Linked DNA regions of Mus musculus: regions 1, 2, 3 and 4 are each linked to region 5. The links are chromatin contacts, called in public ChIA-PET, Hi-C and HiChIP or PLAC-seq maps. All regions are on one chromosome and are shown on one strand. Each heading gives the region's core, a stretch centred on a gene start, on an enhancer-like site or on the middle of the called end of the contact. The rest is flanking DNA. Distances are from core to core; before and after follow the strand shown.

Region 1 (5,951 bases), core at 2,323-4,822, 150 kb before region 5:
TCTGTATTAGTTTCTTTTCTGGTTGCTGTGACACAAGCAGTTTAAAGAAGGAAGGCGTTGTTTATGCTCACACTTTAAGGGTGCGGTCAGTCCCTCGTCCAGGGAAGGCATTGTGGCAGGAGTGTGAGGCAGCTGGTCACATGGCTTCCATGCTCAGGAAACAGGGAAAATTCTGACACTCAGCTGGGTTTCTCCTTTTGAAAAGTATTTTTAACTCCTTCTTTATGTGTGTGCACGTGTGTGCTCCTCATGAATTTGTGTGCGCGGTATAGCATGCACATGGAGCTTAGAGGATGACTAATGGACATCAGTTCTCTCTGCTATGTGGGCTCCAAGAGTTCAACACAGACCAGTCAGTCTTTTTTATTTTATTTTGTTTTGTTTTTCGAGATAGGGTTTCTCTGTGTAGCCCTGGCTGTCCTGAAATTCACTCTGTAGACCAGGCTGGCCTTGAACTCAGAAATCTGCCTGCCTCTGCCTCCCAAGTGCTGGGATTAAAGGCGTGCGCCAGCATTGCCCAGCTTAGGCCAGTCAGTCTTGGTGGGAACTATTTACCTGTTATACCATCTCACCAGCCCACTCTATCCCCTTATTCAGTCCAGGACCCCAGACCATAGAGTGGTACCGCTTATATTCAGAGTGAGTCTTCCTTCCAAACCTTCTGGAAACACCCTCAGAGTTGCCTTTCCATGTTAATTCTAAATCCGGTTGAGCTGATCATGATTATCCATCACAGTGTGTATCACACTTGTTCTGTTGTTCCCAGCCAGAGAGACAGCTCTGCTCTCTGTGGGCTCATGTGTGTAGATTAGACATATTGGATAAACCTGTTTAATCAGCTCAGTGCCTGCTGATTAGTAACTGTGATTGCATCTGCAGAACCTCCTTTGCCATGTAATTTAACTTTATCAGAGTATGATGTATATATAGTCTTGGGGAATAGGACGGGAAGTCTTTTTTCCTTTTTGGGGGGACAGTGCTGGAAATGGAATCTAGTGCTTTTCACAGCAAACATTCCTGTGCTAACATATAGACCCATGGCAGAACGCTTTGGGGGTTATTAGTGTTCTTCCTGTGGTGTGTTTTTCCGACTGTATGCCTATGTATTACAGGTTTCTCTTACTTAGTTCAGGAGCCCCTTAAATCTCTGTGGCAGATACTTCCAGCCTCTGTGCCATCTTGGCCTTGGCGTCTCTTATATTTTCCCATGAAGTGAGATTTTCTTTTTCTCTTTGTATGCTGAATAATTTTGGATGCATCCTGGGCATTTGAGATATGTCAGAAGCCTCATGTTTAAAGCCTTTGGAAGATTCAACAGTGCATTGGATTTGAGCCACAAGTCACATGTTGTTTCAGTATCAGCCCCATGTCTGTAATGTTTCAACCTGCTGTTTCCCAGGCCAGTGGAACTGCCCTGTGTGTCTTCTGGTGCCACACAGGGGCTGGTTAGCGGCCCAGAGACTATGCTGTGTATGATGAGGTGAGACTGGGAATTTAGAAGTATCTCTCTGAGGTCCCTTCCTGAACTGCTGACTCTCCATAGTGCTCTTAGTGCTCTGGTGTTCCCCAGCTGGAATGCAGAGGCTTGGTGTGGTCTAGAGTATTACTGTGGCTGCTGCTTAACTGCCTGCAGCTACCAAGGTCCTTCAAGGTGGGGAAACATCCCCTTCTGCAGCATCTGAATTGCCTGAGGCTCCTACTATTACTGTGGCTACCAGAAGAATCCCCCTTTCTTCTACTCAGACAGAGAGAGCCTTCTGTGCAGTCTGAGTGCAGGCCAATGGGAGCTGGTGGTTTGGTCCTTCATGCTCTGCTTCCATTTCCTCAGCTCATGTGCTGCTCACCAATCATGGTCTCAGTAGCTGCTCCATGCATTGTGTTCAGTGGAGAGAGGATCCATGGTGATACCCTGTGTAAGCCACATAGCAGTCTGCACTAGTGTTTTATGCTGACATGTCTATGTGCATGAACAATGCATGCTGTAATGTGACATGTAGTTTTCTTTGTAATAGCATTAAAACTTGACTGTGGATCTTATCTGTTTCTTGGGGGATGGGGGGCGTGTCTCAAAAATTGCAGAATCCTAATGTTGAGATCACCTTTCTCTGCTTGAGGGGACATTTGGAATATTTTTAATTTCTCTACATATACACTGCTACAATGAACATTTGGTAAATATTTACTTGTGGAGCTGTGTGTTAGTTTCTGTAGGAGTTTCCCCAGAAGTGGGATTTTTGAGAAGTGGCACCCATGCAGATGTAAGATGCTGCTATTGTACTGTCTCCTACACCCTGTCAGCATTTTGTTATTTATTCCTATGGAGAGTATATGTGTCATCAGTCAGTTGGCCAGCCATTCACCCAGCTGCGTCCCTCCTCTGACTTGGAATACCAGTGAGGTGGCATGTTTTTTGCATGCTCATCCCATTAAGTCTTCTCTGTGAATCACCTGTCTGTATCCTTCTCTGTTTCCTGCTAAGCTGTTTCCACAGTGATGTGCTGGTGTCTGTGTGGGCTCTGGGTGTTGATTCATTGCCTTCTTTTCTTCTGTGGTCTCTATAAGTGTTCATGGACCAATTAATCTCTCCTTCAGCTTCCCAGCAAGCATTGTGTGAGGGCTGCTTCTTTGCTTCCCTTCTTTGGCCTCTATTCTTGTGGGTCTTAGTAAGCACATGTTGGTGGTAGTGATGGTGGACCTGCTGCAGAACCATCAGATTGACTTCCCTTCCCAGCAGCCTTCCAGGATTGTACACAGTCAGCTTCTATCTCCTCCACTGAAGTCCCTTTGCTGTTGACAGTAGTCTGAGTCCACTTAAATAGGGCCTTTGCTATGCTGTGCTGAGATTTTTGGCATGTCTGTGATTCACTTCTCTCCTGGGGCTTTTGCTCTTATCACTTTACCATCAAAGGATACTCACTTTCAGAGTTGTGCCTCAGGGCTAGAGATGGGTCCAGCTTTCTCCCAGCTGGTTTTTAACTGTAAAACTTTCTTTATGGTTCAGTTGTTATGGTGGTTTGAATGAGAATGGCCCCTTGTGCTTGAATGTGTGACCCTAGTTAGTGGAACTGTTTGGGAAGGATTAGGAGGTGTGGCCTCATCTGATGAAATGTGTCACTAGGGGTTGGTTTTGAGATTTTAAAAGTCTACAACTGTCCCAGGTAGCTGTCTCTTTGCCTTGAGTTTGAGTCAGATCACATCCTTCTATTCCACTTGCCACTCACTTTAACTATAGTCCTAGATAATGGTGGGCAGAAATCTTGTTACAGCCTGAGTGCTATGCCTTCAGGTTCCTTCCATCAAATAATTCCATTGATTTTGAATCCAGCCTCTCTCAAGCTCTCAGGACTGGAACAATACAACTAGAGTCTTTGCCAAAATGTAATGTGAGGGGCTTTGTTATGTTACTTTTTTTGGAGAGATGTGAACAAATGTCTGCTCCCCCAGACAGGGCGCTGATTAGCTTAGTGAACCTAAATGTTTTGGGTTGCTTACTGAAACATGGATGAGTCAAAGGCAGCTGCATACCTGAGTTCTGACGCCAGCATGGGTGATGACTCACAGGAGCTGTGTGTCTTCACTTCCCTGGACAACCTGGAGGCAGCGGGCTGATCCTCCAGCAGTTGCCAGTGCTGATGTAACCTTGGGGAGAGGCTCTCCTGAGTTTCAGGAACTTCCCAAGAGTGTGTTTGTTACTTCCTGAGTTTTTCTTCCCCTGCTGTCATGTGACACTAGTATTTCCATTTGACCCTTGATGGAATCAGGCAACCCAAAACTCTTGCTTCATATTAGACATGTGAAATTTTTTAGCCTTTTAAAGGTGATACTCAGTTGAAAAGCATGAGGGAGAAGCAACACACTCATTGGACACACTAAGGCTTTGGCCTAGTTGGTAGAAGACCTGCTTTTAGCACATAGGAGGCCTACCCTGTCACCATACAAATCAGGCATAGAGGCGCATGCCTGCACTTCACACTCTGGATATAGAGGTGGGGAATCAGAACAGAAGTTCAAGGTCACCCTCAGTTATATAGAGTTCAAGGCAGCATAGGCTATACAAGATTCTGTCTCAAAGCAAACAGATAATAAAAATAGCAGCCCTCACTCTGACTATTCCAGACTTGTTGTCTTTAGCCAATAAGAGCTTCCACGAGAAGGGTCTTAAAGCAATCCACATATGGCTGAAAGATATGTCTTCCAGAGAACGAGAAAGACATGATCCAATCACAGAGGTGGGCTGTCTCTTCATGACATGTAGATTCCAGGAATTTGGCTGTGAAGGCCCTGAGGCTCCACCAGGTCAGTACTTCCACTGATTTCCACCCAGGTGCTAACACTGAGGAGGATAAGAAAACAGTAACTTCATGGAGAAGGACTAGGTGGATCTGAAACTCTGAGATGTGTTTCTGCAGTTCACCATTTGTGACTAGAAATGGCCCTGCAGAGCCTGTCCTCCCTCCTACTTTCATCTGACCAACATGCAGTTTGTTCTGAAACCCATCTCATTGAAACACAGTATCTGCCACTTAGGTGCCATTCAGGGAGAGGATGTTCCCTTTGCCAGGATTGCAACCCAGTCCGTACCTGGGGTAGAACATTCAGCTGAGAACCAAGTGGTCACTTGGGAACAGGTCTTTCCAGGAGTCCTATTCCATGTCACCTGTCAGGGGTCTCTTCCCTACAGGTGTGGGGCACGTTAAACTCAGCTATCAGCTACCCTTTTCCATGACTTCTGTCTTAGTGTCTTAGTTAGGGTTTTACTGCTGTGAACAGACACCATGACCAACGCAAGTCTTATAAAAAAAAGCAACATTTAATTGGGGCTGGCTTACAGGTTCAGAGGTTCGTCCATTATCATCAAGGTGGGAGCATGGCAGTATCCAGGCAAGCATGGCACAGGTAGAGCTGAGAGTTCTATGTCTTCATCCAAAGGCTACTAGTGGAAGACTGACTTCCAGGCAACTAGGGTGAGAGTCTTAAGCCCACACCCACAGTGACACACCTATTCCAACCAGGTCACACCTCCAAATGGTGCCACTCCCTGGTCCAAGAATATACAAACCATAACATTCTACTCCCTGGCCCTCATAGACTTGTTCAAAAACATGAGCCTATGGGGGCCATACTTAAACATAGCGTAATGCAAAATGCATTTAGTCCAACTTTCAAAGTTCTCATAGTCTATAGCAGTCTCAACATGTTAAAAGTCCACAGTTCAAGGTCTTTTCTGAGATTCATCCAACTAATTAACTGTAATCCCCAAAGCAAGGTAGGAAACCAGCTGGGCAAAGTCCAAGTCCAAACTCTGCATCTCCATGGCTGATGTCAAAGCAGTCTTCAGATCTCCACTCCGTTTTCATCTTTGTTGACTGCAACAAACTGCTTTCTCCTGGGCTGGTTCCATTCCGTTAGCAGCTTTCCTCAGCATGTATCCCATGGCTCTGGCATCTTTAACATCTTTGAGTCTCCAAGGCAATTTCAATGTTACAGCTTCTTGTTTCCGTGTCTGGGATTCCACTTGATCTTTTGGACTCCTCCTAAGGGCTGGCATCACTTCTCCAGCTCTGCCCTCTGTAGCACTCTAAGCTCAGGTTGATCCACTCCACTATAGCTGCTGTTCTTGGTGATCATCCCATGATACTGACATCTCCAATACACTGGGGTGTTCCACTCCAACTAGGCTTCACCAATAGCCTATCATAGGCTCTCTTCATGGTGCCAAGCCTCAAATCCTTGCACAACCCCTTTAGTCCTGGCCCATCAACTACAGCTGAGGCTATACCTTCTCCAATGGCCTTCCATGACCTCTCACAGTGCCAAGCCTCAGCTGTTCTTCATGACACCTTCATGCCTTCAAAACCAGTACCACCTGGGTGATTCTTACACATTACCAAGTCCAGCTGCAGCATGAGGTACAACCTTGGCTATCTCTGGAACACAGCTTCTTTGTGCTT
Region 2 (5,686 bases), core at 2,904-5,403, 250 kb before region 5:
CACTGAGCCATCTCACCAGCCCTAAACATTTCTTGTAACTGAACCTGCTAGCCTGGAGCAATGGTGCACATTTATAATCCCAGCATTTCTGTGTTTGTGTATGTGTCTAGAAGACCTCTGGTGTTATACCTAGGGAGGGGCAATTCACTTTGAGCTTTTCTTTAGCTTTTGAGACAGGGTCTCATGATGTCTCTCTCCCTGACCCAGCTCACTCTCTAGACCAAGCTGGCCTTGAACTCAGAGGCCTAGCTTGAGTGCCAGGATTAAAGGTGTATGCCAGCACACTTGACCCTGCCTTGGATTCATTTTATGTATTCATTTATTTAGATGCCCTTCTGGGACCCGGAAGTTCTCTCTTAGTTTGTCTAGGTTTCCTGGCTATGAGTCCCAGGGGTCCACCTGTTTCTAATTCCTCACTGCTGGGATTACAAATTTTGTTCTATCCAGGCAGTGGTGGCTCACGACTTTAATCCCAGCATTTGGAAGGCAGAGGCAGGTGGATTTCTGAGTTCAAGGTCAGCCTGGTCTAGAGAGTGAGTTCCAGGACAGCCAGGGCTATACAGACAAACCCTGTCTCAAAAAATAAAAACCCAATAAATAAATAAATAAATAAATAAACAAACAAATAAATAAATAAATTCTGTTCTTTTGTTTGTTCGTTTAAGCAAGGACTTACTATGTAGCCCTGGCTAGTCTGGAACTTGCTTTGTACTCTGGGTTGGTCTCAGAATCACAGAGATCTACCACTTTGCACCCCGAGTACTGGAACTAAAAGGGTGTACCACCGTGCCAGAGCAAAAAAAAAGTTTTTAATTTATATTTGTATTTAATTCATGTGGGAGGGGTGCACACACGTCACAGTGCCCATGCGGAGGTCAGAGGACAACTTGCAGGAGTTGGTTATCTCCTTCCACCGTGTAGGTTCCAGGAACCCACAAATCCTAGTATTGTGCCAAGTGCTCTCACCTGAATCAATTACTTGCTCCCCGGATAACGAGATTTTTTTAAACCTTTGACATCTTAGTGATTCAGTTGTGTTTTGCTTGGCATACTGGGTCAAGGGAGAGTTAACAAGACACTCTAAAGGCCAGCTCTTGAATGGTTGCCATTGTCACTGTGAATAAAATTAAATGTGGCTCAGAGTTCATGTGTCCTTCTGTCCCCTAGCCCAGGGAACTGTTGGGCATCTATACGCAGCTCTGAGATTCTGCAGGACACCTTCAGACAGGCAGTGCGTGGCGCCCAGAGCTGAGCCTCAGTTCTCCTGCATAGGCTTGCCTCCTCTGTGGGTCATCTGAGGACTTGGATTTAGGAACTGAATGTGGACAGAGCTCCCTGGCACAAGGCCTCTGCAAGTAAGTGCCCCACTCAGGATTTCTGTCCTTTCCTTTTCTCTATCTGCTCATTCAGCACGGAGCAGCCGCAGACTTTTTGCCACTCTCTGCTGAGCCTTCTCTAGAGTGACATGGACTGGAGGAGACCAGTGTGACTCCAGGAGACCACAGACCACCTAGCATTTCCCCTTCAGCCCCAGTGCAGCTCTCTTCAGCCAGGAAGTAGTTCCTGCTTTGTCTTAGCGCATTCTCTGGTGAGTGGGGTTGGTTTGTGGCAGGATTTCCCTGTATAATTCAAACAGGCTTCAAACCCAGATCCCTGCCTTGCCCTCCAATGTTTGGCGACAATAGTCACTGACTGTGAAACCTAGACAGGACCTTTCCATAAGTCTAACGGACATTATAGCCCCTTGGTGGACTCTGGCAGCCCTGGGGTAGTCCGGCTTTGCTGGGAGCAGGGGAGCTATGACCTTTCTGTGGCAAGTGCCTCACTGATGGGCTGTTTACCATGACTTTTTCATTATTAGCCTCCTGGCTCTCTCAGGAAGCTAGCCTAGAAAAGACCTTTATTTTAGCTCTAAGTAACACACACACACACACACACACACACACACACACACACGCTGACAGTATCAGGATGTGAATCCCTGCAACTGGAGAGGCAGCCCTAGCAGTTCAGAGCAGCTCTGAGTAACAAGGCCAGCATGTTCGCCAAGTACACACACCCAGAAGCCTGTCCTCACCCAGGTAGGGCACAGAGCCAAGCAGGCACTGTGGGGACACAGCAGATCCCAACAAAGCACCATTCCCAACATGCCCAGCAGCTGATCAAGGACAAACTGTCACCTGACCTCTCTGAAGATGAGGGTATTACCTAGGACCTGAGAGGTCACAATAGTCTCAGGTTGCAACCATGGGGGAGAGGGGGGCATAGCATAGCAAGTAGACAGAGCACTGGAGGGAATTTTGCTATGTTCTCCATTCCGAACTACATACTGTGTCTCTGTAAATGAAACCTGAGCCAAGCCAAAGTTTAGTTTAAAAGCCCAGTGCAGCTGAGTCTGTGGTTCTAACACTAGAGAGGCTAAGACTGCAAGATCTCAAGTTCAGGCTAGCCTAGGCTACATCAGAAGAACTGGTTCAAAAACAAACAAACCAAAAACCTCAAAGTTGCAGGGAGAAAGTGACTGGACTTGTGTCCTCTGAACCCTCGAAAGTCCAGAAGCTCGGCTGTGTCTTCCTGAGTTCACTGGAGACTCCTCGGGATTGGGCAGGACACCTTGCAGGCACAAAACCAGCTGCCACCAGGCTTTTGACCAGCAGGCATGGTGACATGACAGCTACAGCCCCTCTTGTAGAAGGTGAGTACAGAAGGCCTCATTGGGCTATCCTGGAGCAAACACATCTGACTCCTGCCAAGTGCCCAGTGACAGGCACCAAGAGACACTGGAAAGACATTGTGAAATACCAAAAAGTTATCATTTCAACGTGTAATCCATATATAAAGTCTAGGTGATGCACAGCCGTTCTGCCACAGTCTCAGAAAGTCACATGTGCTTGCATCCCAGTCGTGTGTCACAGGAAACCAGCCTGCTCATGGCTCACAGCTGTGATAAAGGCCAAGGCTGCTCTACACCCAAAGGTGAAAGGATGTTATCCAGAGACAAGCTGGGATAGGGACAGAGGGAACTCTGAGGCAAGGTTTGCAGAGGTAACAGGCATAAAGGCCCAGGCAGCAGAGGACAGAGGGCTGGCCAGGTAGAGCCCAGTCAGGAAGGCTGTGGAGACATGCAGGTGGGAGCACGCAGGAGCTAGAGTCCGGGATAGGTTCCCTGGTGGCCTCTGGACTCAGGAGCTGAGGCAGGATTACCATGGATTCCAGCCTAGTCTGTCCTACAGGGTGAGACCTGTTTCAGAAAAAAAAGAGAAAAAGAGAAGAGGGAAGAGGAAGGAGATGAGAGAAAAGATAAAGGACCAAAGAGAGGAAGGAGAGAAGAGGAAAAGGTAGCCTGGGCCTCTGACCTCCCCTCCTGTTAGGCAGGACAGCCTATTAGATGTCCTGAACCCCTACATGTGGTCCCTGCTCTCAAGAGGGACTTGTGCTGTTGGAGTCTGCCAAAAGACCCTCACTCACAAAGACCACAGAGATCGCCATCATTGCAAACTGCAAGAGGTTTTTTTTTTTTTTTAATTGATCCAACACGTTGGGGACCCTCCTAAGCACGCAGACAAGAGGAGAGACTCTGAGTTAAAAAAGAACACACTTTTTATACCTTGTAAGGGGCAGATTTAGGCAACAGGACTAGCTGGCTTATTCTCATTGGTGTAGCAAGTAACCCTTTCAGGCATTGGTTGGTTTGCACTGGGTGACTACCTTTGGCCTAGTGACTCACTCTGCCTGCCCTTATGGTGGGTTATCAGCAAAGCAGCAGTACATTTTGAACTTATTGGTCAGCTATTAACGTCACAGCTATTAACATCACAGCTATTAACGTCATGGTCAAGGGGAATTCTAGTGACAAGGTCAGGGCGGTTTGTGGTTTTTCTCAGAATTCAGTGTGGGGTGGGGTAGGGGAATATTTCTGGGAACTGCTAATCTTTTTGTGGCAGCTGCAGGCTTAGTCTGGCCTTTTTGGCCACTAGTTTGGAAAGGGGGAAGGGGCTGGGTGGTCTTGAATTTATTTTGGATTCTACAGAGGGTCTTGTAAACCATGGGTCTGTTTCCATAGTAACCCATCCAGAGACTCTCCACCACTAAGTCAGTCTTTCCTGGCCACACAGAAGCCACTAGTCCATGGACAGCAGATAGGGATGCAGGCAGCTGTAGGAAGGGAGCCAGGCTGAGGTAGGAAAGCTGGCCTCACTCTCTGTGTCTAGTTGCTGGGGTTGGGGGAGACTGCCCCAGCAGTCAGTTGTACCCACTTCTCCACAGGGACAAGGTTCACTGAGGAGGTAGATCACACTGGGTCCCTGACTTCTGCAGGAGGGAGGACCAAGCAGGGGCTGGACCACCTGCGTCTTGATGGACACAGCGCTGGCTTTCTTCCCAGGCTCAGAACGCACCTTTTCTTCTTGGGACTCGCTGCCTTTCTGCACCCAGGCTAAAAATTGCTTCAGATCTTCCTGGAGTTACTCATTGCCTGGGTCCGTCAGTCTTTAAATCCTGTTGTTATTTCTATGTTGGGTCCCAGGAACAAAAGCTGAAGAGGTATTCAACCAGAAGTGACCAGAGTCACTTCCTGCTTAAGCTGTACCTTCCAGAGGGTGGGCAGTATTGATTACACCACAGCACAGTGGCCGTGATAACTTTGGGAAGGCAGTGGCCTGTCACTCATCTGACTTCCCAGAATGCAATTTGCTCCCTAAGGCAGTCACACGAGTTGACTTTGTCTTAAGTTATTATGTGCTGAGATCTGCTGAGACACAACTGCAAAGCAGAGCCTGAGATGGGACGGGATTCAGGTGTGTTTGTGGGGTGGCTCTCTTGAGACTTGATTGGCCAAGTTCAAATTCTTTGTCTCAGCCTCATGCCCTCTTCAGTCTTACCATTTACCACCCCCTGTTCAAAGTACTATTGCTCCCCACAAGCCAGTCGGCTGTGTCCCACTTCCTACAAGGCTGACATTGCTGAAACAGGCACATAGGTGACTGCTGCAGTGTCCAAGTCACCTCAACAGGCACGTGCATTTGCCAGTCATATCTTTAATCCCAGTACATAGGAGGCAAAGGCAGGCAGAGCTTTGTGGGTTCAAGTTCAGCCACGTCTACTTATTGAGTTCTAAGCTTGCTAGGGATACACAGTGAGACTATGTCTTAAAGGAAGAAAGAGGAGGAGGAGGAGAGGAAGAAGAGGAGGAAGAGGAAGAGGAAGAAGAAGAAGAAGAAGAACAACAACAACAACATTAGGAGGAGGAAGAGGAATAAGGAGAAAAAGAATTTTCTGGTCATTCAAACACACACCTATAATCCCAGCACTCATGAAGCTGAGGCAGGAGAATCATTAATTAGAGATCTGCATTGGCTACATAGGGAGATACTGACTCATAAAATGAGTCCAGGAGGGTGCCTCTGTGGATAAAGATGCTTGCAGCTAAGCCTGATGACCCGAGTTCAATCCCCGTGACCTACTTGGTGGAAGGAGAGAATCAACTCCCACAAATTGTCCTCTGACCTCCCCGGCATTCCTAGTTTTAGTTCTGAAGTGCAAGACCTCCTTGCCTAAGAACTCCCTCATTCCTTCCCTGGCATCCATCCAGGGCACAGCCAAGTAAGTGACATTCAGAGTTTCTGTCCTGTCTCATTCTGTCCTCTGTCCATGAGGATGTCCTGCCTTCATCCTGCCAGGGTCCTGT
Region 3 (5,993 bases), core at 1,147-3,646, 200 kb before region 5:
TCGAGTTTGGATCTATGGAACCCACACAGAAAGCTAACTGTGGCGGCAGGCACCGGTAACCCAGAGAACCAGGAGACCAGTGTCTGCAGAGGAAATGACAGAACCCAGAGGATCTGTGGTGCGGGGCTGCTGTCATCGCACCCCAGCGCTCGCTCATGAGTTCCAGGGAAACCTGGGCTATGTGAGACGGCTCTATCTCAAGGAACAAACCTCCTCTCTGTCAGTCCCGTGTGAGCAAGGCGACCTCCTTCAGCTCCGAGACTGTGCAGCTCACCTTTCTCACTCTCTAAAAGCTTCTTTCTTTTCCTCTTGTGCCTTCTCTGACCGTTGTCCTCAGCAGAACTGAGTGGAGCACCATTGCCTGTAGGTTCCAAAGGGGCACGGGTCAGCTTCCAAGGCCTGCATCTGGGCCCCGCCCTGAGCCACCCAGCTAAGACTGCTGAGCCTGACTTAGCTCCATCACCTGCACTACCTGCCACTGTCCCAACCCAGAACACACACTGGACAGTGACTGGTGGCATTCTCCATCTAGACTGCTTTACATTCCTACTGCTCTGGGAGCCATCTAGTCAGGGCACAAGGATCAAGAGAGCTGGCTCACTGGTCCGCTCAGGTTTAACCAAGCTTTAACCATGCGTCCTAAAGGAAAATGAGACACCTGGATTTTCTTTTTGACAAAGGATTTTAATCTTCCTAGCCCAGTTTTGCCGGCCTCTATGTTGTGTATCATGGGGTCCACAGAGGCCAGATGTGGGCACTGACTAGATCTCCTAGATCTGGAGGTTTAGACAGTTGTGAGCTACCATGTGGGTTCTAGAACTGAACCTGGTCCTCTAGAAGAGCGGCCAGTGCTCTTGACCATGGAGTCACCTCTCTGCCTTTCCTTCCCCATTAAAACCTTAACTGTAGAAAGCACCAATAAAATTTCAAATAAATACCACATGGGTGTTACCCACACACTGCAGGCACCGGATGGATGGAAAGTATGTGCAAAGGGTCTTGCATGGAGGCATTTCCCAGGGTACTTGCTTAGGTGAACGCAATGAGGGTGGCCACCCACGGATTAATTTCCCTATGACCCGAAGTCTTGGATTTGGCCGGGCTGCCCTTGGTGGGGTGTGTACTGGGTGAGAACAACTCTTCTTACCTTCACAGAGGTCCTGGAACCTGTAAAAAAACAAAAAACAAAAAAGCACATGGAAGTTCAGAGTTCACAGCTCAGGTTTTGAACATAAAACGGGAATCCGGATACTCAGTGCTCACTCTCTCCTCCACAGGGAGGCTAGGGGACAGCCCCACCTAGGGATGCGGTGAGTCAGGAAGGAAGAAGCCTAGGACAAAGGTGCTTTCCATTCCACCAGCTCTGCATAGGACACAGTGGCACACAATACCAAGAGATCCCATGTCTGTCTCGCTTGTTTCTGAAGGCAGACAACTTAACGCTCTGCTATGTTCAGGGGAGGTTTGCCCACTAGGGTTCTCTTTATGCATCAGACCAAATAACCAAAGCTGAGGCTATGAGGGATGTACATAGGGCTGGGATGGGTCGCTGGGGCAGGCAGGTCAGCCCTAGTACCCACACTGAAGCCCCTGGCATGCCTTTGGAGGTCCAGCTATAAAGCACGAGAACTTATGGATGCCATCTACTGGGGAATTCTTTAAGAGCCATTTTTGGTGTGTCCACACATTTGCAGGTGAGCACACGTGCATGTAGAGTCAGAGGTTGATACCAGGTATCTTCCTCAGCCACTCTCCCCTGGGTCTCTCATTTGAACTCAGAATTTATCAATTTGGCTAGTCTAGTTATCTTGCTCTAGGAGTCCCATCTCTGCCTCCCAACCAAGTGAGCTGCCTTGATGCCTGGAACTTCATGGGTGCTGGGATTAGACATGAGACTCCACACCTGCCAGCCACTTCCATTCGTACTGAGGATCTAAACTCTAACCTTCATTCTTTATTCATTGGGTCGAGTCCCTACCTCCTTTCTAAAGGCATTCATAATATTAAAGGATCGAGCTCAGATCAGTTACTGCCATGTGGTTATGAATAAAGTGATAAAAGATAAAGAAAAAGGCAGCGGGGGCTGGAAAGATGGCTCAGAAGTTCCAGAGGACCTGAGTTTGGTTCCTGGTACCCACACTGGATGCCTCACAACTGCCTGTAACTCTAGTTCCAGAGCACCACTTTGTTCGGGCCGCTGCAAGAGCACACATACACAGACACACACTGACACATCTAACAGTAAATACATCTTTAAGAGAAGGAAAGAAACGTGGGAGAGTGCTGGTGTGGCCACAGGATCTCACTTGCTACTTACTTTCTGACTAGTCTGCAGAGTCGCTTCCTGTTGAAAGGCGGGGTGCTTTTTGAGTTGGCTATTTCCAGGAGTCGATCAGCAACAGCCTTATAGTCAAACTACCACAAAGAGACAGGAAACCCAAGCAGTGGTGAGACAGCCTGGCCTGTCTGAGAGTCACCTTCTAGCTGCTGTTGGGAGCAGTCTTCTCCAAACTGGGCTCTCATGCACAGAGAAGAACTGCCTGAGGAGCCTGCTTGTATGCTCATCCTGGGGTCTCAATCTCTATAACTGTCTTTACGTTTTCAAAGCACAATTGTGTACGCATGTGTGGAGTGGCACAGACCTTTAATCCCAGCAGTTGGGGAATAGAGGTAGGTGGATCTTTGTGAGTTCAAGGCCAGCCTGGTTTACATGGCAGTTATTGAGTAGCCAGGGCTACATAAAGGAAAGACCCGGTAACCAACCAACCAACCAACCAACCAACCAACCAACCAACCAACCAAAACTCAAAACTAGAAGCCTGGCATGGTGGTGCACTGGTGTATTCCCAGTACTCGGAGGGGCAGAAGGACCGCTGTGAGCCCCACTCCACCTAGACTATATACAGCAAGATCTGCTTAAAAACAACCCCACCCCCCAAGGCCCCCATAAAGGCTGGTGCTGTTACATGCAGAAGAACAGGCAACAGTGCTTACAAAATGAGGTTCGGGATCTTTCAAAACCCACTTAACTGTTCATTGATTATTTTTGATAGGATCTTTCTGCATAGCCCAGGCGTGTCTGAACTCAGAGACCTGTCAACCTCTGCCTCCCGAATGCTGGGATTGAGTGTGTGTACCACCATGCTTGGCTTCATTTTGTTTTTGTTTTTTTGAAATAGGAGTGTACTAGGTAACCCAGGCTGTTCTTGAACTTGAGACCCTCCTATGTGCTGAGGATCCATGTGAACAACACCACACCAGCCTAAAACCCTTTCAACTGTGTCTCCAACAAGCTCATTCTAAGAATGGTGACATTAATTACAGAAGGGATTATAAAGGACTTTACAATTTAAGCCTTATGGCTTAATGAGCTCTGACTCTAATTCTCTAGCCAAGCCATCCCAGGTCAACCCACATTCTATTAAAAGCAAAAGCTGCTCCCACCTGGAGAGGTGACCCTGAATCTTTCAAGGCTGCACAGATGTCTCTTTCTCTGCTGCCAATGACTCCGTCTCTGAGGCATTCGTCTAGTGCTGCCAAAACACATCCAAAGACAAAGACACAGTCTTGACATTCAAGAATGGATGTGGCTCAGTCCCTCCAGGCTCTGGGTTCAATCCCCATTACCAGGGAGAACACCAGTGACTGCTGCCTGGGGAGATACTTGAAACTGGTCTCCTAAAAATCCTGGTCTTTATTTTATATGCGAAGCTCCAGGTTTTGCCCCTAGGACCAACCCCATACTGAACAACCCTACCCCCACAAAAGGACTCAAGCCTGCAGGAAGGAAGCTGTGTGCTGGAGGGGAGCCAAGGGAACAAGTGCTCCTGACTGCACGGCAGTTCTCACAGGCACAGGCCAAACGTCTCACAAAGGAGGTGAATGGGCTAGGAGGGACAGAAAGAACTTGGCCTAGTGTGAGTGGTGTTGGGACCAACTGTCCACATGTGTCTTTTATGTACCCTGATTTATTTTTTGGGAGGTCTATATGCAGTGAGATGTCAACAAAGTGCTTGATGAAGACTTAAAAACCAAGAACAGAGGAGCCAGCAGGCTTCATCAGGCAAGTACAAGGGGCCCGGATTCAACCTTCAGAATTCACATAAAAAACTCCTGGGCATGGCAGTACAGGCTTCTGGGCTCAGCACAGGGAAGGCAGCAACAGGCGTATCCCTGGGACTCACCAGCCAGCCAGTCCAGCCTAATTAGGCATCTTCCAGGGCAATGAGGAACCTCACCTCAAAATAGGGGTGGGTGAAAGCTGAACAGTGACTCCCAGTGCTGACATCTGGCCTCCACATGAAAGTGTGCGCGAGCACACGCGTTCGTGCACACAGACAAAACTGGTATATAGAAATGAGGAAAACCCAGGCAGCCAATCGACCCAACAGAAAGGAAAGAGTATAAGAGGAAGCCTCTCACCAGCCTTCTTCCCACTGACTGCCTTCCTACAGGCCAACGCCTTCGTAGGGAAGCCACTGCCATCCTCTTTGGTTTTCCGCTCCTCCACAGACTCTTGAGGTACACAGGCAGACTGATCTACAATGACTTCAAAAACACCCCTCGCTACAGTCTGTACCAGCGTGTGGCTGAGGGCAGAAACACATCGGAGAGAACAGGATGAAAACACTTGGCCTGGAGCCTGTGCAGACAGGAATACAACGAAGAACAACTCCGGTAAGTGTGTGCATATGCACGTGCCTGCCTGGGGCCTAGTGTGCCCACCAACTGTTAACTGGGACTCAGATACCCCTGAAGCAGGTCCACTCAAGATTCAAGGGATCACGGCATGCCACAGGACAGACAGACAGAAGGTGGGAGTCTGGTGTGGGAGAGGGTCCTGGATTGGCAACCAGGTGCTGCTGATGGGCCAGAACCTATGCCTTCTTTTGTCTGAGCAAGATCTTGTGTAGCCTGGGCTGGCCTGGCCTCAGGCCTGTGAGGGGTGTTAGGAATGGGTGCTCCTTACACTAGACGACTGCTTGGTACTGTACTGCGTGACAGAACCCCACCCAAGGGCACCAAGGAAGCAGTGAGAACGCACGGGCCAGAGCCACTTACTCCTTAGTCTTGGCAGCAATTCTGCAGAATGGATCGATTAACTTGAGGTTCTGGTCCGCTAAGAGCTGCAATTCAGACATAAAACAGAGGGAAAGTAAGGGAAGATAGCCTTTTCTCTTCTCTGACATGTTCTAGGACAGGAAGCACCTGCCCTTCTCACAGGTCAGATCAGCTGCACGCATGCCCGCCCAAGCAGTCCCAGACACAGGAATCCCAGAGCCCCGCTCTGGCTTTCTGGGTGTTTTAGTGCAGTGACTCAAAGCACCAACTGGTCAGAGCTAAACTGCGGCACTCGTACCTCTCCAGACAGCTGGTTGTGGCACCTGCCTAGCAGAAGGTCCTAGCTAGCTCCAGAAAGGCAAGGAAACTATGAATACTATTCTCATGCTGGTGCTGACTCAGCACGAGACAAAGCCATTCTTTATGTTTACACTTCATTCACTCGTTCACTGATTCAGTAGAAGTGTACGTGGTTGCTCCTCTCAAAAAATTTTCATTTATAAGTTCCTTTACTTAATATATGTACAAAACATTCACTACAGAATGTCAAAGAGAAGAGTAGAAATTGTTTATACTCCCAAACTAAGAAAATCATCTGTCTATAAAAGCGCACCTTTTCCTTCCAGCGTTTTGTCTGCTTATATTGGGTAATATGTGTAGTGCTATCTACTGCCTTTCCACACAGCTTTGGAAATACTCACTCAACATAGCCTGCCATTTTTTTTTCTTCTGTTGAACCCTGAAAACTGTTTCCAACTCTTTCTGCAGGGGGAGGAGGCAGGGTCTTGCTAAGTAGCATGGGCCACCCTGGAACATGAGATTTAGCTGTTTCAGTGCTGAGATTATAGATGTATAGCACCAAGCCTTTACATGGGCCTTCATTCCTAGCTCAAATGACCTTCCTGCCTCAGCTACTCCTGAAGCTGTGTGTG
Region 4 (5,333 bases), core at 2,005-4,504, 220 kb after region 5:
AAGTCAGTTGTTAATGCTGTCAATAACAGTTGGTTCAATGTTGATATTAGAGGGTGAAAGACCAAAGTATTTCCATGGTTCTGAAGTCTTCCCACCAGATACTTAGTAATTCCAGAGTGGCAGAGGAACTTCTCAAGACAGAAGGACAGATTGCTCCAGCCATGCACTTACAGTTGGCCCAGAATTGGAGATGGAGCCCAGTTGTCAGCATGCTGGCCAAGGGTGCATGATGCTCATGACATATAAACTGCCGAAACTCAGGAGGATCTAAAGTCCAAGGTCACCACTGCCTACATAGCAAGTGTAAGGTTTGTCTGGATTACACAAAATCCTTGTCACAAACACAACAAAAAGTTAGCAGCAGCAAGGGGACAAAAGAAGCCCTGATAGAGGCTGTGGGCATCACTCAGCATCTCTTTCATGGCCTTCCGGAAGTGTGTCATCCCTGTGTCTGGCCAAGAGGAAGAAAAAGCACACTAATTAAAATCAGTGGGTATTCTGCAAACCATCATGGGCACTTCCAAAATGTTCCTGTTCTTCAGAGACAGAGTAACCTTGGAACTCTTCCAGATTTTTTTTAAAAGGGGGGGAGGGGGCGCACAACCCCAGGGACTTGGCAGAGGGCAGCATTGGGGATGCTGGCAAACTCTGTGTAATGGCAGGCCACCGGAGCACAGTGACCTGGTTAAGTTCCTGACTTGACGGGTGCATTGTGTGTATGGAAAGCAGTCCTGGTTTGAGGAACTCCTCAAGTATTGAGGGGAAAGGCTGACTGGGAGGGCTAGGATTTTCATCAATTTTGACACAATCTAGAGTCATCTGAGATGGAAGCCCAGATGAGAAAATACCTCCATCAAACTGGCCTGTGGGCAGGCCTGTGGGAAGTTTTCCCTGTCTCCACCTGAGTTTCTGTCCTGAGTTCCCCCCACCCCAAAATGGCTGTTAACATGTTAGTAAGCATTAGAAACCTAGTCTTCCCCAAGTCACTTTGGTCATGGCGTTTATCACAGCAATGGAGAGCAAACTAGGACCGTGTCTCACCTGTCTCAGATGGCATTTTTTTTTTTTTTGGTTTTTCAAGACAGGGTTTCTCTGTATAGCCCTGGCTGTCCTGGAACTCACTTTGTAGACCAGGCTGGCCTCGAACTCAGAGATCCACCTGCCTCTGCCTCCCGAGTGCTGGGATTAAAGGCATGCTTCTTTCTACTCTTTGATAGGTTATCTCTTCGATGAAATGAGCCGAATTAAATCTGATTAGATTATAGTAAAGGCAGGTTTATTGTGAAGCTGCTCTCGGGTAGGTGAGTTCACTGACCCCAAGGACCAAAGCCAAGGAAGTTACCATGGGGAAAGGGAGGGAGGGGAGGGAGAGAGAAAGAAAGGAGGGAGCGGTACACACAGAGAGAGAAAGGTGAAGAAGAGGGATAGAGGGAGACCAAAATGTCTGCATTGTATATGGAGGAGCCTCTGAGGGAAGAGCAGCTATCCTCTGGTCTGGAGAGTTCAGGGTTTCGGGCCAGGTAGGGACTGAGGGATGCTGGGAGAACCTGGAAGCCAGGTCTGCTTTGGTTTGTAAAATAGGCACTTCAGTCCCTTGTCCTGGGTTCGAAACCAAACACTCTTCCTGCCATTTTTCAAGCTGTCTGAAATGAGTTCAAAAATTTCAATTTTAAATAAAACGAAGAGCCGGGCATGGTGGCGCACGCCTTTAATCCCAGCACTCGGGAGGCAGAGACAGGTAGATTTCTGAGTTCGAGGCCAGCCTGGTCTACAGAGTGAGTTCCAGGACAGCCAGGGCTACACAGAGAAACCCTGTCTCAAAAACCCAAAAAAAAAAAAAAAAAAAAAAAAAGAAAAGAAAAGAAAAGAAAAAAGAAACTTCTCAGAAACTTGATTTAAAATGGAAATACTTGTATGGGACAGAATTGCAAACGTGTGTGTGTGTGTGTGTGTGTGTGTGTGTGTGTGTGTGTGTGTGTTTCCAGGATGCTGGAGACCGGGGCTGGGGGTGGGGTGTCATTTCTTTAGTCCTCCTCTTCTTTGTTGGAGGTGGCAGCCAGCCAGGGCCAAGCAGTCCTGGCAGCTTGTGTGTCTACAGTAACTCCAATGCCTGCCTGCATCTTCATAGGGTTGTTTCTCCATTCAAATTCTCGTCTTCTCTTAAGGGCACCGTAACCGTGGCTTTAAGTCACTTCCACCACTAATGTACGTTTATCATATCTCCTAAGACCTGGCCAGACATTTGGGATCTTGAGAGAAGGATCCCTGGGAATTGCTGTTAGTGTTCTTGCCCTTGGTATGACAAAATAAGATACACTGGGAAGCAAAACAACTCAGCATAGTAACTGGCTCCCTAACAAACAGGCTCTCCTTCCAGCTTGGCAGCAGGTTTCTCAGACCCTGGCTCTTGCCCTAGGGCGTACACTTTCCAGCCCAGAAGATTTCTCACTGGAACAAGATGTGGCCCTTCTAATCAAATGCTACATTCGGCTGTGTATGGTGACCCAGATCTGCAGTCCCAGGTCTGAGGTGGCAGGAAGATCAGAAGTTGGAGCTCACCATATTTCACCAAGCTAAACTCAGGGCCGGAGAGATGGAGAGAGACACCTCCCCCCTCCCCGCTTCCAGGTCTCTTTATGTAGCCCAGGTTGGCCTCGCACTCAAACTTGAGATTCACTTCTCTCGAGTCCAAATGCTGGGATTGCAGGCACCATCACGTCATACGTCACGCCCATTTTTAACCTCCTACAGATATCGATATTGGGGGCGCCCTTCCAGTGACACCACTGACCCAGGCCTCTCAGGCCAGTTGCTTGGAAGAACTCTGGGCTCTTTGAGCGTCAGGTCCTGCCGTTCAGAATAGTGATGTGTGACTCGAGCCTGCCAAGCTAGGAAGCTCCACGTCCTCGAGAGGATCGGGTCCTGGGAAACGAGGTTCCCTGACACTTAGCCAGGCTGTGCCGCAAGGTACAGACCTTTGGGCACAGACCTGGGGCCCCTCCGTGTCGTGTGCCTCACGACAAACACGTGTTAGACGGCAGAACTTCTCCTTTCGAGCTTTTGAGCACAACTCCCAGAGCAAGCAGACACCCCGCTGTGGAGGCCCGGCGTCCAGCCGAGCTTGGCGGAGCCAGAGTGGGGGTGGAGAGGGGAAGGGGTGTGGGGGGGCGGGGTGAGTGGGAGGCCGTTCTGCGGCCCAGGATTGGCGGGTGTCGGCCCTCCGCCCCCCGGCGCCGGGCCAATCGCCGAAGCCTGTTGTGTGTGGCTGGGTTGGTTCTAGACCCGCCACCCTTCCCTGGGATCTGAGCTGGGATCCTGTCCGAGCGTGCTCTCCATCCTAGCACAGGCCGAGCCGTTTTCCCGCGTCCGAGTCTAGGTGAGCTCCGGCCGCACTGACTCCCACGCCGCGCACACAGCGAGATCCTCGCTGCGGTTCGGTAGCCCGCGGGCACTCCCCATCCCTGGGCACGGACTTGGCTTCCTCTGTACCTGGACGCGCAGCTCGTGAGCCCGGTGCCTGACGCGCAGCTCGCTAAGGTCCCCGTGCTCCCACCGGGGCGTCCTGACTTGTCCCTCCACCTCGATGCCACCTGCGTCCATTGCCCTCTTCCCGCTAGTATCGACCTCCCCGCAGCCCTATGCTGAGCACCCACGTGGCCTCAGGTCCCACGACTGCTAGTCTCTGAACGTGGAGCCGGGTTCTAGGGTGACGCGCTAGAGACAAAACTGGGTCATCGATTTCCCCAGTTTTGGATGGAGACCGCTGTTTCGCAAATTGTTCTTTGGGGCACTGGTGCCGGGGTGAGGGTAAATATTGAAGTAGTGTCGTGCGGGGTGGCGGAGTCGTGGGAGAGCGGGTTCTCCTCCTTGTGCGGGACCCAGTTGGGGCGGGGGAGGGCGCGAGACCTAGGGCTGTACACCTGCGGAGAGTTTCCCACGTCACTGCCACACACTGATCGAGTGGCCAGGCGGTCTGTGCGGGAGCGTCATAGTCCTAGGAAAACCCCACTGGAAGAGCGGCCTCTCCGTGTGAGTAGGGAGGGAAGCAGGATACCCTGGGCCACATTCGCCAAGTTTGGGTTCGGGTTGTTCTATGGCTTCCCGTTCCACGAGGACGCTTAAGTGATGGCACTGGGAGAACTGCGCCTGCCATGGGTTTTGGAGAGTTCTACAGCCCGGGTCGCCTAGCAAGAGGACTTTTTAGAGGGCTCTTTTGTTTGTTTGTTTGCTTGTTTGCTTGCTTGCTTGTTTTTCGAGACAGGGTTTCTCTGAATAGCCCTGGCACTCACTTTGTAGACCAGGCTGGCCTCGCCTCGAACTCAGAAATCCACCTGCCTCTGCCTCCGGAGTGCGAGTGCTGAGATTAAGGCGTGCGCCACCTCTCCCGGTTTAGAGAGGGCTCTTGAACCTAAGGAGAGAAGCACCTGTCTAGGCCACCGCCTGGGCGCATGCGTTTTGATGTTAGTTGCTCCTCCCCCACCAAGGGAATGAATAAGATGGGCCAGTGCCAGGTAGGCTCCTGACGTCATTTTAGAGTGCTAGATCACATCTAGAATACTTAGAACACCTAGTTGTTCATGTTAGGCAAACAGAAGTTTGGGGATATGGAGAGATGGCTCAGTGGTTAAGAGCCCTTGGAGTTCTTGCAGAAGCCACTAGTGGCTCACAATCATCTGTACCTACATTTCCAGGGGATCTGACTCTCTCTTCTAGCCTCCAAGAGCAGCAGGCACACACACGCGGTGCACATACATACATGCAAGCAAAACATCCCCATACATATTAGTAAATCTAAAAGATGTATTTATTTATTGGTTGGTTGGTTGTTTGAGACAGGATCTCTACATAGCCCTGGCTGTCCTGGAACTTACTAGGTAGACTAAGCTGGCCTTGAACTCATAAAGAGTCACCTGCCTCTGCCTCCTAGGCTGGGATTAAAGGTATGCACAATGACACCCAGCTTTAAAATAAAATTTTTTTCAAGCTGTGATGCCTCATTCTTCATGGAATAACAAGAAAATGTGTACATGTTGTGTGCACACACATTTTTTTCTTGGCACTGGGCCTGGCACTTGACAACTGCCATATCTCCTCCCACCAAGCTACACATCCAACCGCTAAATAACTTTAATCTGCAATTTAGTCTGATGTGCAAAAATGGCCAACATGGAGGGGGTGCCTTTCCACTTTGTCCACAGAATTGTGCAACTTCTGTTGTCTATACAAGGCTTTGGCTTGTGTTAAATGTCACTTCGACACAGGTTAGAATCATCCGAGAAGGGGTCTCAACAGACAGACTGCCTAGATCTCATTGGCCCGGGGGCCATGTCTGT
Region 5 (5,265 bases), core at 2,335-4,834:
TTTCCCATTACAAACAGGAAGCCTGGTGCTCTGTAACCAGGGCTAGCTGGCCATAGGTAAACACATATCGACTGGTATGTGCACAGGTGCTTCTCCATCTGTTTTGTCTTGGGCCACCTCTCCAGAACCCAGACACCTCCCATTTGTGTCCCGTCCCATGTCTCCAGAATTCCCACTTCTCTCAGCTGGGAGCCTAGGGGCCTGGCTTGTTTTGTTGATTTGTTGCTCTGATAAGTGGTTCCTGCTGGCTGATCTGGTCACTGTCCTGGGAGGCGGATGTCCCTGCCCAGGCATACTCTAACAACAGCGGCATTCTAGGGCAGGTGCCTCTGGGTAGGTGGGATGCTATCAAGGGCAAGGCTAGGCAGCCTTTGGGTAGACTTGCTCACTAAGCTCCTGGCCCATGACTGGGGATTCCTCAGTCTTAGGCCTCCTTTCTGCTGTCATTCTAAACCTGGGCTGTGACTCTGCCTCAGCACACAGCAGCTTGTCACAGTTCAGAAGTAAGGTGGACCCAAATAGAACAAGGTAAGTGACCAGGCTGGGGCAGCCCACTTTTCCTGACTGCCTCAGGAGCCACCAGGCAGAAGCTGTGCAAAACATGAAACCAAGAGAGACTCAGCCAGAAGGGGAAGGGGCCCTTTGGTACTAAGTGGAGTGGGCCAAGAAAGAAGGGTGTCTTGTTCAACTCTCAATGATACAGGAAGCCACCCTTCTCCTCAGAGGAACACCAAGGTCCTCACAGCTCAGGGTAGCAGGCCCATTTCTCGGAGCTGGTGTAGAACTCCAGGCTCTGTGCGTGTCGATTTAGGTCGGGAAGGTAGGGCCGTGGCATGGCCTGCATAGTCATGTACAGCTGAAGAGCTCCGGCCCAGCAGATAGGACTTCCAACTTCATGGTCCAAGCAAGAAAACCAGCCTCCAGGACCATCACACTCCCAGGACAGGTGTGATGGGAAACAGAGTGGTTCTCATTTGCCAGTCAGAGTACTGTGTCACCAAGTCACCTCACTGGCACAATCTAGTGCCCCTCCCCTGATCTAGGTGAGGAATCCCTGAGTCATTTGCTCATGTCTCCAAAAGCAGCGCATGCCTGGTGCTCTCTTCCTCCTCAAGTGCCAAAACATTACCACAGAACACAACAAAAAACAAGGTGCTGGAAGAAATAGTTTCCAGGGATCAATGACACAGAACCACTTGGGGAAGACAGGATTTCAAGAGAGTGCCAGGTACCAGCCCCACTCTCTGCCTCTATGGACACAGCAAGCTCCTCCTCTAGGATCTGGGAGGAACAGATATGGTCACTGCTGGCACAGGACAGCTATTGGAAGCAGATGCTCAGGAGGGGCCAGACACTTGCCTGGATCCGGGTTTGCCTCCGGACAGCATCCTCCACTAGGTCTGGGCCCCAAGCTTTTTGTGTTGCCTTGAGGACATGACTGAGGTATGGTTGAGGGGAATTTTTTTGTTTTTGTTTTTATTGTAGTCATGAGGGAGAGAACCACCAGAGGCCTCTGGAAGGGTCCAGATGGAACATGGTCAGAACAATAGACTGGACCATGAGAGGAGAGAGACAAATGGGGAGCAAGAGGATAAAGAAGAGAGAGGGAGACAAAGAAGACCAAGATGACAAAGACCGAGAGGGGGCAGGGGAAGAGAGAGAAAGAGACCAAAGAAGAACCAAGAGAGTCAGTCCATGGCCAAAATGGTTAGCTTACATAAGAATAAGGCGGCTGAGAGGAGCCAGGCACTTTAGATGCTGAGACATACTAACGCAAGTGTCAGCCCTGACAGGTTAATAGGCACCTCAGCCATTTGTCCTTTGGAACCTCACACTGATGACATGCTTGCGAAGAACACCTCAGACCTTTTGGGAAGGCTCTGGCTAGACCGAGGCCAGTGGGTGGACAGGCTGGGAAAGGATGGGGGCCCATGAGGTAAGAACAAGGGGTTTCCTACCCTCTGTGCAGCTCTCCTGGGAACAGGGAGAGATGTTAGGACGCCCAGGGGTGAGGGGAACAGCAGTAAGCTGTTCAGATAGGAGAGACTAAATAACTGCCCCAAACCTTGATTTATGAACCTGGGACAAACCAGGGGGAGCATGTTGGAAGACTAAGGGGCCCTGAGATGGCTACTGTCCTTGAATGTCCTTCAAAACACACGGACCGGGAAAGGCAGGGCTGCAACTGGTACGATCCTTGTGGGAGTAATGTACAGTAGCAGTAGTACATGGCTGGCCCCTGCGAGCCCTATCTCAGGCCAGCCTACCACCCGCCTCTACCCAGGAAGTCTTCCTCCGTTGAGGAATGAATTCTGATGAATTCTGAATCAATTGTGATTAATCAATCCACCCGGTGCTAGTTTTTCTCTCACACAGGAAGCCACGAGGAAGAGAGACACAGAAGTTTAGCTCCAAACCGCCACCTTCCTAGCCTTTGGAGAATCGTCTGTCCCCTTTCTCGTCTGCCCTTAAGAACACATCTTACTTTCTGATGAGGTGTGAGGGAACACAAACAGAAGGAGTCACACACATGCCATTTCCACTCTCTCCACACTCCGTCTCCCCTTTAATGGGCCCTGCTTCCGGCAGGCACTCTCAGGGTCAGTTCCAAGGTCCCAGCCGCCCTGTGTCCTATCTGTTGTCTGGAAGCAGCTTGGGGACAGACAGGGTGGGCCAATTGGCAGACAGCAAGAAAATGGGCAAAGTGCCCAGTCCTCCAAGGGCCCCACCTATCAGCCCTGAGTAGTGGCTGGGTCCTTTTGCAGCCCGTGTCTAAAGCACGCGTCCTATTCAGCTGTCCCAGGACACCACTGCTGGACCAGGCGGCCCTTGAAGCAGGAGGCTTTGGGAAAATGAGTCGCGTTTTCCTGCTTTAACTTTCCAACTTGCTGAATATTTAGAGGTTTTCTCTCTCTCCTCTCTCCTCCCCCCCCCCCTCTCTCTTTCTATAACAAAAGTAAGTGGCGTTCAACTAACCAACACTTTCCTAGAGCCAGGCATTCTTGCAGCTGGCCGGCCCTCTCAGGGATGAAGTGAGGGTCAAGGGGCAGCCACTGCTGGCGGCACATCGAGTGCCCAGCATAGCAGACTGATCAGTCTAGGGCCATCAGCCCCAGAGTCCCACGCCGAAAATCCCGCAGCTCTATTCCACCCTGCTGAGTCCGAAGCGAGCACTGAGCACCCAAAGGGCACCGTACCCACCATGAAGCCCCTGGAAGTGGTCCTAAAGCAGGCTCGGTCTCCTAGTCGGGGGCGGGGGTGGGGTGGGGGGGTGGGCTACAGCAGTGTCGCCCATGCCCGGCAGGGGGCGCCAGCAGTCTCGGGCGGTTGCTGAGCCGGGCCCCTGACGTCACCGCCCGCGGTCGCCATGGCGACGGCCTCACCAGCGCGCGCGTCAGAGCCTCCAGTCTCTTGGCAACCGCCCGATCTCCGCTCCCCCTCGGCAGGCACCGGGCCGCGCGTCGCTCTGGCGTCAAAACGACGTCAATGGGCTGTGCCTGCCGCGGGGGGCGGGGCGAGGCGGGGCTTGTGCGGGGCGGGGCCGGGGCGGGGCGGGGCGTTGCCGCGTGCGGCCGGCGGCGGCGGGGCGCTGACATGCGGCGAGGCCCGGGCGGTGGCGGCAGCGTTGGCGGCGGCGGCGCGAACGGCGGGCACCGGAGCAGAGCTAGCAGCCGAGCGGGTGGCATCCCGGGTCGGGCTCACGGAGGGCGGCGGAGGTGAGCAATGGCGCGGGTTCGGGTCTCCGAAACCCGCAGGTGCGCGCCTGGGGTCGCGGGCAGGACTCCAGCCCGGCGGGCTCCCTATTGTTGCGGGTCGGCGCCCGGAGGCGGGTCTGCGAGCGCCCGGTTGTGGAGCCTGTCCTGAGGAGCCGAGCGTTGGCACTGGTGGACGGGAGCGCGGTGAAAACCCGGGACCGTAGGGTGTCCAGGAGCTGGCTTGGGGTCGACTGCGGGTGGACTGCTGGCGCGCGCGCCCGGCCGGGACCGGAGGTCGGGGGGCGCGTGCGTGGGGGCTCGCACTGAGGGAACCTGGGATCGAGGGGGCGCGCGCGTGGGGGCGCAGGCTGGGGGTTCGGGATAGAGGAGTGTGTGCGTGGGGACTTTAGCCGAGGAGATACTGTATCAAGGAATGAGCGAGTGGGGGTGTGAGCTGCGAACCTGGGTCGGGGCCACACTAGGAGCCTGGGGCTGGAGGAACAGAGGGTTGAGGACGCACGCGTGGTGGCCTGGCGGACACAGTTTCAGTGGCCGGGTTTGGCGGGGAATGGGATCGGGACCGAGCCGGAGTCGGTCGGTGCTGAGCGCACTCCTCGCTGACCCGCAGGTGCGGCCCGAAGCCATGGTGATCATGTCGGAGTTCAGTGCGGTCCCCTCAGGCACTGGCCAGGGCCAGCAGAAGCCCCTCCGGGTGGGCTTTTACGACGTGGAACGGACCCTGGGCAAAGGCAATTTTGCAGTGGTTAAGCTGGCGCGGCACCGAGTCACCAAAACGCAGGTGCGCGCGCGTGTTGTGTGTGTGTGTGGGGGGGGGACTAAACCAGGGGGTGGATCCAGCCAGGGGGTGGCCCCCTGTGCTGATTCAGTCCTGTGGAGTTGATTGTCACAATTGTAAACGATGACATTGTTTAGTCTGGTAAAGGGGGAAAAAAGCTTTGTATTATGCTTCTACATAATTTGTACAATTACTAGGGAAGAGCAAAGATAATAATGACCAGCAACCGCCCCCTTCCGAGAGAGAGAGAGAGAGAGAGAGAGAGAGAGAGAGAGAGAGAGAGAGAGAGAGAGAGAGAGAGGGAGAGAGAGAGAGAAATAGAGAGGGGGGAACACAACAGAAGTGAGCAGCTCCTTGTAATAAAGCTAGCTGAAAAATACAGAGGCTTTAATTTAACTTCTATCCCTTTAAAAAATGTTAGTGGCTTCTTTTAATTTTTTCCCCCAACTTCTTGTGACCTCTTGAAGACATCAAATGTTTGAGAAATTCATTTGTCCAAAAAAAAAGTACAAATGAAGTAATGAGGTTACTTGAAGTTTTTCCCCCCCTTTTTTTCTTTTTAAAATCTGTAGGTTGCAATAAAAATAATTGACAAGACACGGTTAGATTCTAGCAATCTGGAGAAGATCTACCGGGAGGTCCAGCTCATGAAACTTTTGAACCACCCAAATATCATCAAGCTTTATCAGGTGAGCCGAAGGACCCTCGCCGCACCGTGAGCACATCCATCCTTCCACATGTCACACCCTGAGCCTTCTTGGGTCCCTGAAGGTA

The links. A called contact is a pair of places that touch in the nucleus more often than the background predicts. ChIA-PET counts read pairs in DNA pulled down with a chosen protein or histone mark. HiChIP or PLAC-seq counts read pairs in DNA pulled down with a chosen protein or histone mark.
Region 1: an HNF4G HiChIP or PLAC-seq map of pancreatic cancer cells shows a contact between it and region 5. The contact joins the enhancer-like site here to the promoter of Sik1 in region 5. A contact is called at or near these places in 8 of 39 promoter capture datasets (the C10 cell line, the SN4741 cell line, cranial neural crest and 5 more), 3 of 15 datasets of contacts at CTCF or cohesin (CD8 T cells, the NIH/3T3 cell line and large pre-B cells), 32 of 484 Hi-C or Micro-C datasets (B cells, the G1E-ER4 cell line, bone marrow-derived macrophages and 18 more), 25 of 115 datasets of contacts at active chromatin or transcription factors (the HPC-7 cell line, the SCID.adh cell line, astrocytes and 19 more) and 1 of 9 other capture datasets (adipose tissue).
Region 2: a FOXA1 HiChIP or PLAC-seq map of pancreatic cancer cells shows a contact between it and region 5. The contact joins the enhancer-like site here to the promoter of Sik1 in region 5. A contact is called at or near these places in 1 of 39 promoter capture datasets (cranial neural crest), 3 of 484 Hi-C or Micro-C datasets (differentiating embryonic stem cells and liver) and 2 of 115 datasets of contacts at active chromatin or transcription factors (embryonic stem cells and pancreatic cancer cells).
Region 3: a contact with region 5 is called in an RNA polymerase II ChIA-PET map of memory CD8 T cells, with 137 read pairs. The contact joins the enhancer-like site here to the promoter of Sik1 in region 5. A contact is called at or near these places in 1 of 15 datasets of contacts at CTCF or cohesin (CD8 T cells), 1 of 484 Hi-C or Micro-C datasets (bone marrow-derived macrophages), 13 of 115 datasets of contacts at active chromatin or transcription factors (CD8 T cells, bone marrow-derived macrophages, effector CD8 T cells and 6 more) and 4 of 9 other capture datasets (adipose tissue, embryonic stem cells, liver and 1 more).
Region 4: a contact with region 5 is called in a Hi-C map of liver, with 2.2 times the contacts expected there. The contact joins the promoter of Cbs here to the promoter of Sik1 in region 5. A contact is called at or near these places in 1 of 484 Hi-C or Micro-C datasets (liver), 5 of 115 datasets of contacts at active chromatin or transcription factors (bone marrow-derived macrophages, embryonic stem cells, forebrain and 2 more) and 3 of 9 other capture datasets (adipose tissue, liver and pancreatic islet).

The regions. Positions count from the first base shown.
Region 1 is chr17:32,001,067-32,007,017 of GRCm38.p6, reverse strand. The region is part of intron 6 of Hsf2bp (heat shock transcription factor 2 binding protein); the gene reads left to right. Among named protein-coding and RNA genes, the nearest start is that of Hsf2bp, 30 kb to the left of the region's middle. Within about 2 kb of position 3,572, at least 21 of the 459 cell types and tissues checked have an H3K27ac peak or open chromatin away from gene starts, as enhancers often do. A contact at or near this core is called in embryonic fibroblasts, pancreatic cancer cells and trophoblast stem cells, where this site is marked.
Region 2 is chr17:32,107,003-32,112,688 of GRCm38.p6, reverse strand. It overlaps Gm30729 (a long non-coding RNA gene), which reads left to right. Exons shown (of 3, transcript XR_385541.3): 2 at 1,411-1,588; 3 at 2,505-2,558. Among named protein-coding and RNA genes, the nearest start is that of Gm30729, 3.2 kb to the left of the region's middle. Within about 2 kb of position 4,153, at least 40 of the 459 cell types and tissues checked have an H3K27ac peak or open chromatin away from gene starts, as enhancers often do. A contact at or near this core is called in pancreatic cancer cells, where this site is marked.
Region 3 is chr17:32,050,279-32,056,271 of GRCm38.p6, reverse strand. Rrp1b (ribosomal RNA processing 1 homolog B (S. cerevisiae)) reads right to left here. Exons shown (of 16, transcript NM_028244.2): 7 at 5,062-5,126; 8 at 4,423-4,589; 9 at 3,445-3,533; 10 at 2,318-2,415; 11 at 1,148-1,167; 12 at 275-361. Among named protein-coding and RNA genes, the nearest start is that of Rrp1b, 17 kb to the right of the region's middle. Within about 2 kb of position 2,396, at least 55 of the 459 cell types and tissues checked have an H3K27ac peak or open chromatin away from gene starts, as enhancers often do. A contact at or near this core is called in CD8 T cells, effector CD8 T cells, memory CD8 T cells and 1 more, where this site is marked.
Region 4 is chr17:31,635,126-31,640,458 of GRCm38.p6, reverse strand. Cbs (cystathionine beta-synthase) reads left to right here and starts at 3,254. Exons shown (of 17, transcript NM_144855.3): 1 at 3,254-3,376.
Region 5 is chr17:31,854,123-31,859,387 of GRCm38.p6, reverse strand. It overlaps Sik1 (salt inducible kinase 1), which reads left to right and starts at 3,584. Exons shown (of 14, transcript NM_010831.3): 1 at 3,584-3,716; 2 at 4,324-4,494; 3 at 5,064-5,180. The coding sequence starts at 4,339.